Linked DNA regions of Rattus norvegicus: region 2 is linked to region 1. A link is a contact called in public Hi-C data. All regions are on one chromosome and are shown on one strand. Each heading gives the region's core, a stretch centred on a gene start, on an enhancer-like site or on the middle of the called end of the contact. The rest is flanking DNA. Distances are from core to core; before and after follow the strand shown.

Region 1 (4,447 bases), core at 1,424-3,923:
GAGGTGTGGCACTGGGGTGGGCAGTCTTTTTCTTTCTCCATGTGCCTGTCCGTGGACCAGAGTTTAAACCTCTCTGCTATTGCACTAGAGCCATGCATGCTTCATGCTGGTAACAGACTAACCTCTGAAACTGTAAGCCAGCAGCCAGTTAAATGTCTCCTTGTATAAGAGTTGACTTGCCCATGGTGTCTCTGCACAGCAATAGAAGAGTGACTAAGACAGACTTACATTATTCCTAGAAACTGCAGAATCACTAAAGAATCAATACTCTTCTATTTACCATTAAATTCTACAAATAATAAAAGTCCCCCACCCCACAGTTGCCTGTCTCAGAATCAGAGAGAGAGGTGAGGGCTAGGGTACAAGGCCAGGTCAATCCTCAATCCACCTGGGTTTTCCACTTTTGGAGCTCCAACTGGCCTCTCTCAAGGGGACCATTAAGAAAAACAAACCAAACCCGATCTCATGGAATCTTAAGTGAACATAGGAGCTAAGAAGGAGAGGGGCAAATGTGACCTTTGCATCCCATGAAAGAGCCAGGGGCAAAGAGGGCACAGGCAAATCTTTGCATGACACAAGCTCCACTAGGGCCTTGTACAACAACACATCAGAAGAAGCTGCTGCCCTTTCAAGAAACAAGGCACAAAGAAAAACTATAACAGTTCACCTTTTAATGAGTTAACCCAGCACAAGACAGTATTTATTCTAGTAGCCCAAAGGGAAGGAGAAAAAGCCAACAGGAATCAAGGTTACTTTCTCCTCCTACTGGTGAATATATTGGAGCATTAAGCTTCAAACACAACAGCTCTCTCATCGATCCCAGAAGGACTTTGTAGCTCAGAAAAGGGAGTGGGCAAAGACTAAGGTTCCATGAGCATCTGACTTGGCAGCAGACGCTATGCTGGGAAAGCAAGAGGCCAATGGGAAGAAACGACTCTGTAAAACCCCAGACTGCCATGCACAGGACTAGGTACAAGCTCTTCTATCTAATGTATTCAGGTATAATTTTAAAAGTGTAAATGACTCTTTCACACCCTTAATCATGATAAAAATGTCTGATTTAGGAACACTAAGTCAGATTGAAAGGAGATGTTATGAAAGGCAAAACTAAATTATAATAAGTCCCTATACCCTAAAGAGAGCAACATCTGAAGTTATGAGTAACAAAATGACATACTCATGATTATGATGAGCTTTTTCAACTATTTCATTAATTAAAAGCCTAAATGTTGCCAAGTATAGAGACCCCTTTAATCCCAGTATTTGGGAGGCAGAAGGAAGCAGATCCCTAAATTCCAGGCTAACCTTGTCTATAAAAGAAGTTTCAGGAAAGCCAGGCTTACATGGAAAAGGCCTGTCCAAAAGAAAAGCCTAAATGTTAACTCTGTTAATAAAGAGTACATAATTAAACTTTAATCAGAGAAAGACACAGGAGAATGATATGGAACATATTAGCCATACTAAAAAGAAAATAAGTCTTTTTTTTAATAAGATTTATTTATTTATTTATATGTAGCTATCTTCAGACACACCAAAAGAGAGCATCTGATTCCATTACAGATGGTTGTGAGCCACCACGTGGTTGCTGGGAATTGTTCAGGACTTTTGGAAGAGCACTCAGTGCTCTTAACAGCTGAGTTATCTCTCCATCCCCCAAGAAAATAAGTCTTAAGTCTTAGGTACATCAACTGGGATGTAACTGAAAAAAAATTGGACTTCAAGGTCATTTTGGTGGTTTGAGAATGGATCCTATAGGCGCATATGTATGAGTGCTCAGTCCACAGTAAAACTGTTTGGAAAGGATTGGGAGGTATGACCTTTTTAAATAAGTGTGGCCTGTTGGAGGAGGTGTGTCACTGGAGGTAGACTTCCAGGTTTCACAAGCCCATGCCAGGCCCAGTCTCTCTGTTGGCCTCGCTGGGATCAGGATATAAATTAAACTCTGTGCACCCTGCCTGCCATGCCTGCTGCCATGTTTCCTGCCAGGCTGATCATGGACTAACCCTAGAAACAGTAAGCATACTTCCTTTTTTAAGAGTTGACTTTGCCATGATGTCTCTTTACAGGAAATAAGGCCAGTAAGTTCAAGGTCACCCTAAAATACATGCAACTATTTAAAAAGAGGAGGAGAAAGGGAGTAGGGAGGAGGAACAGCAGCAGCTGCTAACCTGGGCTAAATAGCAAGGCTGTCTCAAAAAAGTCAAAAATATAGATGCCAGGACTGCATACGCCTAGAGTCCCAGTACTTGGGAAGGGATGGCAGGAGAATAAGGAGGTCAAGGCCAACCTCTCTGCTCCACATCAAGTTTAAGGCCAGTCTAGCTCACATGAGATACTACCTCTAAAAAACAAAACAAAACAAAATTTCTGAAAACAGAAAATTTCTGAAATCAGGAAGATTAGGGGGAAAAAAAATCAAGTGGTAGAAAATAGCTATATTGTGTATATCAAAGAAAACACATCTATCTACACACAAAAATTTACAAATCAATAGGAAATGGTAAGTTCTCAAATATCAAAATGGCCATGAGCATAAAAGAGCTCAGCACATTAAAGAATTTGAGAAGTGCAAATACAACAAATAACCCAAAGCCCCCTCCCTGATCACTGAGAAAGACTGGGAAAGGCACTACCAGGTCGTGTTCAACAACGGGTCAACGTCTGGCATGGTTTTCTGATGCCCTTGGCATACCCAAACACTCTGCCCCTTTGTGCCTCCAGCCTGGCAGAGAAAGGGAGGACAGGAACTCGTATCTAAATTGGCACTGCTTCATCTCAAACAGGGAAGCTGCCACAAATTGTGACTTTTGCTATTTGACATTTGATCTTAGCCAAAAGGCTGAGAAGTTATGACAAATGCTATTCTGAGAAAAATCAGCCCAACAATTAAGTAATCAAGCATTCCCAAGAAAAAGTGTTATAACTTCCTAGTAAGTGGGAAAAATGGTAAAAGAACAAACCCAGAACAGAGACCTGGTCTGAAACTGTAGTTAAGCTGGGAGGGAGGGGTACTGACACCTTTGATCCCAGCATTCCTGAGGCAGAGGCAGGCAGATCTCTATGGGTTCAAAGACAGGCTAATCTTCATAGATAGTTCCAGACCAGCCAGGGCTACACAGAGACCCTACTGCAAAACAAACAAAGAAGCAAGCAAGCGAGCAAACAGCAAACTGTCACTTAAGGAGTGCTACTGGCCACCCACAGAGACACCAATAAAACTCAACAAGGAAGCTGGTAACACCTTCGGATTTGCTCAGAGCAGGCTGCTACCCCAGGCTCATCTACATCAACTTCTTTGGTTCTTTTCTTCCTAATCTTCATATAGAACAACAAAATAAAAGATCTAGAGTTTGCGTTTCAGAGTTTTCCATTTGTGTTTGGGAACTAAAAGGTTTATCGAGGACTTGGCCAAGATCACAGAAGTTTAGTATCTGGTTGCCTTGCCCGAGGCATGTTCCTGTCTACTATTCAACATTGCATCTCACAGGGAAGGTCATTCAAGTCACAACCCGGGTCAAGGCAGCAGGGACTGTACCAGCCTTTCCTGCATCATCAACTGCTCTCCCTTCCCGATCATCTCTACTATCATGTGACTAAAAGTACAAAACTTACCCACTGAAACACACACACACACACGCACACACACACACACACACACACACACACACACACACACACACACACACAAACGCCTCCTTGTTGGAATGGTGGTCCACACACTTCCCAATCACTATAGAAGCAAGGGGTTTCAAGCCAATTTAAGCAATAACAATTTAAATAAATAAAGCATCAAACCAAAAAGAAAAAATCTTTGACCTCAACTTCCCCCTTCACTATTGCCTCTTTTATCTGTGCCTGTATATAGCAAAAGTTCTCAGCTATCTATTCTTAGTGAGACTGGTGGTATAGGCCCGTAATCCTAGTTACTCAAGGAAGCTAAGGCAGGAGGTTTGAAAGTTCAAGGCCTGCCTGGGCAACTCAATAAGATCTTGGGGAGTAGGAGGTACAGGGACTTGGGGGAGTAAAGAAAAAGTAATTACTTTTTTTTTTTAAAGTAAGAAGAGTGAGTGGTAAAGATGTATCTCAGTGGTAAAACTCTTGCCTAGCACCGAAGATCTCCTAAGTTCAATCCCCAATAACACACACAGAGACAGACAGAGACAGACAGACACAGTTGTTTTGATGGTCTCCTACCCACCTGTTCTTTAAGCTTCTATCACTACCCTGAAACTACTTGTCAAGATGTTAAAGATAATCTTAGCATGTGGGAAGTCAAAGCAAGAAGACTGCTCAAGGGTTGGGAATTTGGCTCAGTGGTAGAGCGCTTGCCTAGGAAGCGCAAGGCCCTGGGTTCGGTCCCCAGCTCCGGAAAAAAAAAAAAAAAAAAAAAGAAGACTGCTCAAGGCCACCTATATAGTGAGTTCTAGGACAGCAAGACTAGCAAATG
Region 2 (4,447 bases), core at 1,021-3,520, 100 kb after region 1:
AGTACCCCCAAAGTGGAGCAGTGCCATCTGGTGACAGGAGGGAGCAACTCCTGCTTTGATGAACTGGACTTTGAGTTCCCACAAGGGCTCTTGCATGATAACCACAGGCAGAGATAAGGTATCCAAGGGATTGGGGAGGATACCTAGAGGATTCCCTCTACATTTTGTGTCATAGTCCAGGGAGCTATGGCAGGAGAGCTGTCTGAAATAGTATTGTAGGTACCATGAACTCTCTCTTAAGATAAAAATGTAGCTGGTCATAGCGTACAAGCCTTTAATTTCGGCACTTGGAATGCAGAGGCAGGTGAATCTCTGATTTCAATGCCAGGGCTGGTCTACATAGGGGATTCCAGGACAGCCAGCGCTAGATATCGATTGAGGCCCTGTCTTGAAAAAAAAAGAAAGAAATTAAAGATTTATTTTATGTGTACAAGTATGTTGAAGAGGGCATCTGATCCCCTGGAACTGAATTTACAGATGGTTGTGAACTGCCATGTGGGTGCTGGGCATCAAACCCTGGTCCTCTGAAGGGCTCTTTCATGCCGAGCCCTCTCCAGTCCCCAAATCTGTATCTTTTTGTCTGTCTTTTTTGTTTTGAGACATTATCTATTACGTAGCACTGGCTATCCTGGAATTCAATGTGTAGACAAAGATGGCTTCTAACTCACAGATCCACCTGCCTTTGCCTCACCAGTCCCACCGTGCCTAGTAAAACTCTTCATTCAACATTACTACTTTAGATTTCTCCTCCATAAATTTGGCTAGCCTTATCTGCTCTGGTGTTGAGAATAATGAGTGTAATTAAAAACATTTGATTTAAGTCTGCTATAAAGCCTAATTAAATAGTGGCCATTATAGCACAAGAGCAAGAAGTGATGATGGGCTACATACCATCACCTTCTAGAATTTGTACCTGGGATGGCTGTTACTCCAAGCACACAATTGAGTGAGGAAGCAGAACAGAGTACTCAGGTGGGTGAGGTAGGATGGTGATGGACTTAAGCTGAGACCTAAGATACTGGCTTCTCTTTTTTAATTTGTTTTTTTTTTTTTTTTTGTTTGTTCTTTTTTTTTTTCTTTTTTTTCCGGAGCTGGGGACCGAACCCAGGGCCTTGCACTTCCTAGGTAAGCGCTCTACCACTGAGCTAAATCCCCAGCCCCTTTTAATTTGTTTTTTAAGGCAGGATTTCCCTCTGTAGCGCCAGTTGTTTTGGAACTCACTCTAAATGAGGCTGGCCTTGAACTCACAAAGATCTGTCTGCCTCTGCTTCCCAAGTGCTGGGATTAAAGGCTTGCACCACCGCCACTACCACTTCTTGGATACAGGCTTAGTAACAGCCGTAGAATCTGATCATGACAATAGGTTCACAGTGTTTTCTAATTTCCACGTGAATGTATTGGCTGTGAGAGCTCTATGGAAACACACAGAACTCAACTCAGAACGCCAAGAACAATAGTGAGTTGCATAAGTCTGGGCAGGTTTTGTCAAGATTCTGCTCAATTGTGGAGTTATCGTTATCTTCCATGCTCTCACACAGAATCGTTGGGTCAAAATCAGATCCTTCGGATGCTGCTTCCCTTTGGTTTGTGAAGTTAGGCAAGTCATTTACTGTGGGTTTCACTTTCCTCAACTTTCAAACTGATAAATTGAATTAGATGGCCTCTGATTAGTTATTTTCGCCAAAGGGCTTTTTTTAATTTTTCTGCCTCACATATAATACATGGTAACAGATGGTTTTTGATTCCTGCCGAATATGTTTTTAACAGAAAGACAAAGGAAAACCAATGAGTTTCGGTCTAACGAGTACAGTAATTTCTGATACATTTATGCGAAATGCATTCTTTGACCCTGGCATGTTTTAAGGCTGTTGTGGCAGAGCCTTACTGAGCCTTTCCGATGACACAGGGTAGACTTGGGTACGGACAAAGTTACCTGGCCAGCGGGGATTTTAGAAAGATTCATTCCTTCCTTTACTTTTCGCTTCCGCCTTTGGAGGCAGCCAATGAATACACAGCAATTCACGTTTATTAAAGAAAACTACGAATACCAGAAGTCAACGCGCTAAAGTGGTGCTTACTGGTAGGTCAAGCTTCACCATCCCTGCCCTTAAACGCGGAACTTCATTTCCCAGGAGCGCTTTGATATTCCTCCGCTCCTCCCCCTACTCGCTTGGGAGCCTCGCGCCAACGTTACGCGCGCGCGCACAGTACGTAGCATGCGAGTGACGTATAATATGTGGGCCGCTCAGGAGCCGTGGTCGCGCTGTGTGTGTGAGTGAGGGAGAGTGAGTGCGGGACCAGAGGCGGTGTGTGAGAACCGTGGCCGCTGGAGGGGTCGGGGGAGAAGCGGCGGAGCCGCTCGCGAAGGTGAGCGGGATAAGGAAGGAGCCGGCTCTCTGTCAGGGGCACGAGGAGACCGAGCGCGCGGCCCGCAGGGCGGGAGAGTGGGCGCCGCGCTGGGGGAGGGGCGGCACCTGCTTCGGCTGCGGGCGGCGAGGGGGTGGGCAGGACCACCGGGGAGGCTGGGCCCTGGGCCTGACAAGACTTTCCGCTTTCCGACCCCTGGCTAGGGGGCGGGGCCTCCAGGTTCTTCCACCAGTCTTGTAATGAAGCTTCTTTAGAGTAACTCTTCCGCCCGGGCGTGGGGGGGGGCAGGGTATGCTCTCTACCTGAAGGAGGTGCTCTTTTGAATTTCTCTCGTCACCTCCAAGTCTCTGTTCCTCACGAGACGAGGGGGCTTCCTCTTCCCTGCCGCACGACGGACCCCTTCCCGGGACTGTGTCTCCGCCTCCAACCTCAATCACCTGGGCGGGCTTTTCCCTCGTTCGGCTCCGAGCCACCTCCCACTTGCACCCTCCCGCCTCTTGGACCGGGCGAGGGGGCGGAGCTCTCCGGGACCCCTCCCACTTCTACAATGCAGTAGAGTGGAAGGGGAGAGAGGTATGTGGGTGCCCAGACGCCGAGTCTGACCCCAGATTGCCTGCCAGGCTTCTCCGGCACTTGTTCTGAGGGCTTTTAGTTAGTTTTTGTTGGGCTTTCAAGGACGTTTGCCATACTTTGTCTTCTGTTCCTAGAAGGTGTCGGTCCGTTTCCTCTTACTGCAGTGATAACTCTCTGGTTTTTCCATTTGTTGAGGAAATAGTCGTGGAGTGTGTGAAGTAGTAGTTTTTGAGTAACAAATGACTCGGTTTTGTTTATCTTACGTTGCTCTTTTTTTTTTTCCTTCCCAGAACTCATTGTAGAGTAGGCTGGCCTTGAACTAAGATATCCTCCTACCCAGAGTGCTGAGATTAAAGGTGTCTGCCCCCATGCCAAGTTTGCTCTGTTTTTTTTAACTCTTTGAGGCGAAGCCTTTTAGATACCCAGCACGTTTTAATTTGTTGTAGCACTGTCTTCCTATTGCAAGCCCTTTGTTAATGTATAGTAGGAAGTTCACTGATGGTGTCACCTGAAGGGCTTTGAAGGCTTTTTCCCCTTGAGGTTACTGGCATTTACCTTCAAGGCTTTTATAAACATTTCAGTTCAATGTCAAGATTTATGTTTTTGTTTTTTGAGACAGGGTTTCTCTGTGTAGCCGTGGTTGCCCAGAAACTCAGCTTAGACCAGGTTGGTCTCGAACTCAGAGATCTGCCTGCCTCTGCCTCCCTGAGTACTGGGATTAAAGGTGTAAACCAGCACTGCCCACCTTAAGATTTATGTTTGTGTATAACAGTTATTCATTAACCATTTTCGAATGAGGATATATTTTTAGGTGTTAAGGTAATTTGAGGAGTTTTTACACATCTTTTGAGCATCGTATTTACTGCTAACTGTTAGTTGTTAAATTTAATAATAAAATGTGATCAAAGGAACTCTGTTAAAGGGATTGGAGTTGGTTTATTACCACTATGTTTTTGTAAAGGAGCTAGTAGTCATTGGCAGTAATAAAGTTACATAGGATTGAATGCCATAGTGTTAACTTTTTTCTTGAAGCTCCCTCTTTACCCTTTTGGAGTTGAGGATCAACTTAGGGCCTCTCTCAGAGGAAATCTCCTTTCCCTTCCTTAAGGCCTTTTAAATAGTCTCTGCGTAGCCCGTCCCCTCTCCTCCCCCCTCCCTTTTTACTTTCCACTAGGAATTGAATTTAATACCTTAGGCCCTGAAGAATGCTTGGCAAGGGCCTACCCCTGAGCTATACCTCTCAGCTGCTTCCCTTTAAGGTTCAAAACTTTCCTGAAGGAGTGGTTTCCCCAACCTTTTCTCCCCTGCCCTGGATCTATTTTAATACAGCCTTTGTTTTAGATATGGGGACAGTTTTTGTTGAATTGACCATTCAATGTAGTGTATTAGAAAAGGACCTATTTCATGGTTTAACTTAGCAAAACGGTGGGGAAATGGTAGACTAGAGTGAAGTGTAATGAAAACCATTTATCATACACACAGTTACTTCATTACTTGTCATACAATA

The links. A called contact is a pair of places that touch in the nucleus more often than the background predicts.
Region 2: a contact with region 1 is called in a Hi-C map of liver, with 2.3 times the contacts expected there. The contact joins the promoter of Dcaf1 here to the enhancer-like site in region 1. A contact is called at or near these places in 2 of 12 Hi-C or Micro-C datasets (hepatocytes and liver).

Annotation. Positions count from the first base shown.
Region 1 is chr8:116,250,813-116,255,259 of GRCr8, forward strand. All of the region lies in intron 2 of Rad54l2 (RAD54 like 2), which reads right to left. Among named protein-coding and RNA genes, the nearest start is that of Tex264, 52 kb to the left of the region's middle. Within about 2 kb of position 2,674, at least 5 of the 93 cell types and tissues checked have an H3K27ac peak or open chromatin away from gene starts, as enhancers often do. A contact at or near this core is called in hepatocytes and liver, where this site is marked.
Region 2 is chr8:116,350,763-116,355,209 of GRCr8, forward strand. Dcaf1 (DDB1 and CUL4 associated factor 1) reads left to right here and starts at 2,271. Exons shown (of 24, transcript NM_001354204.2): 1 at 2,271-2,367.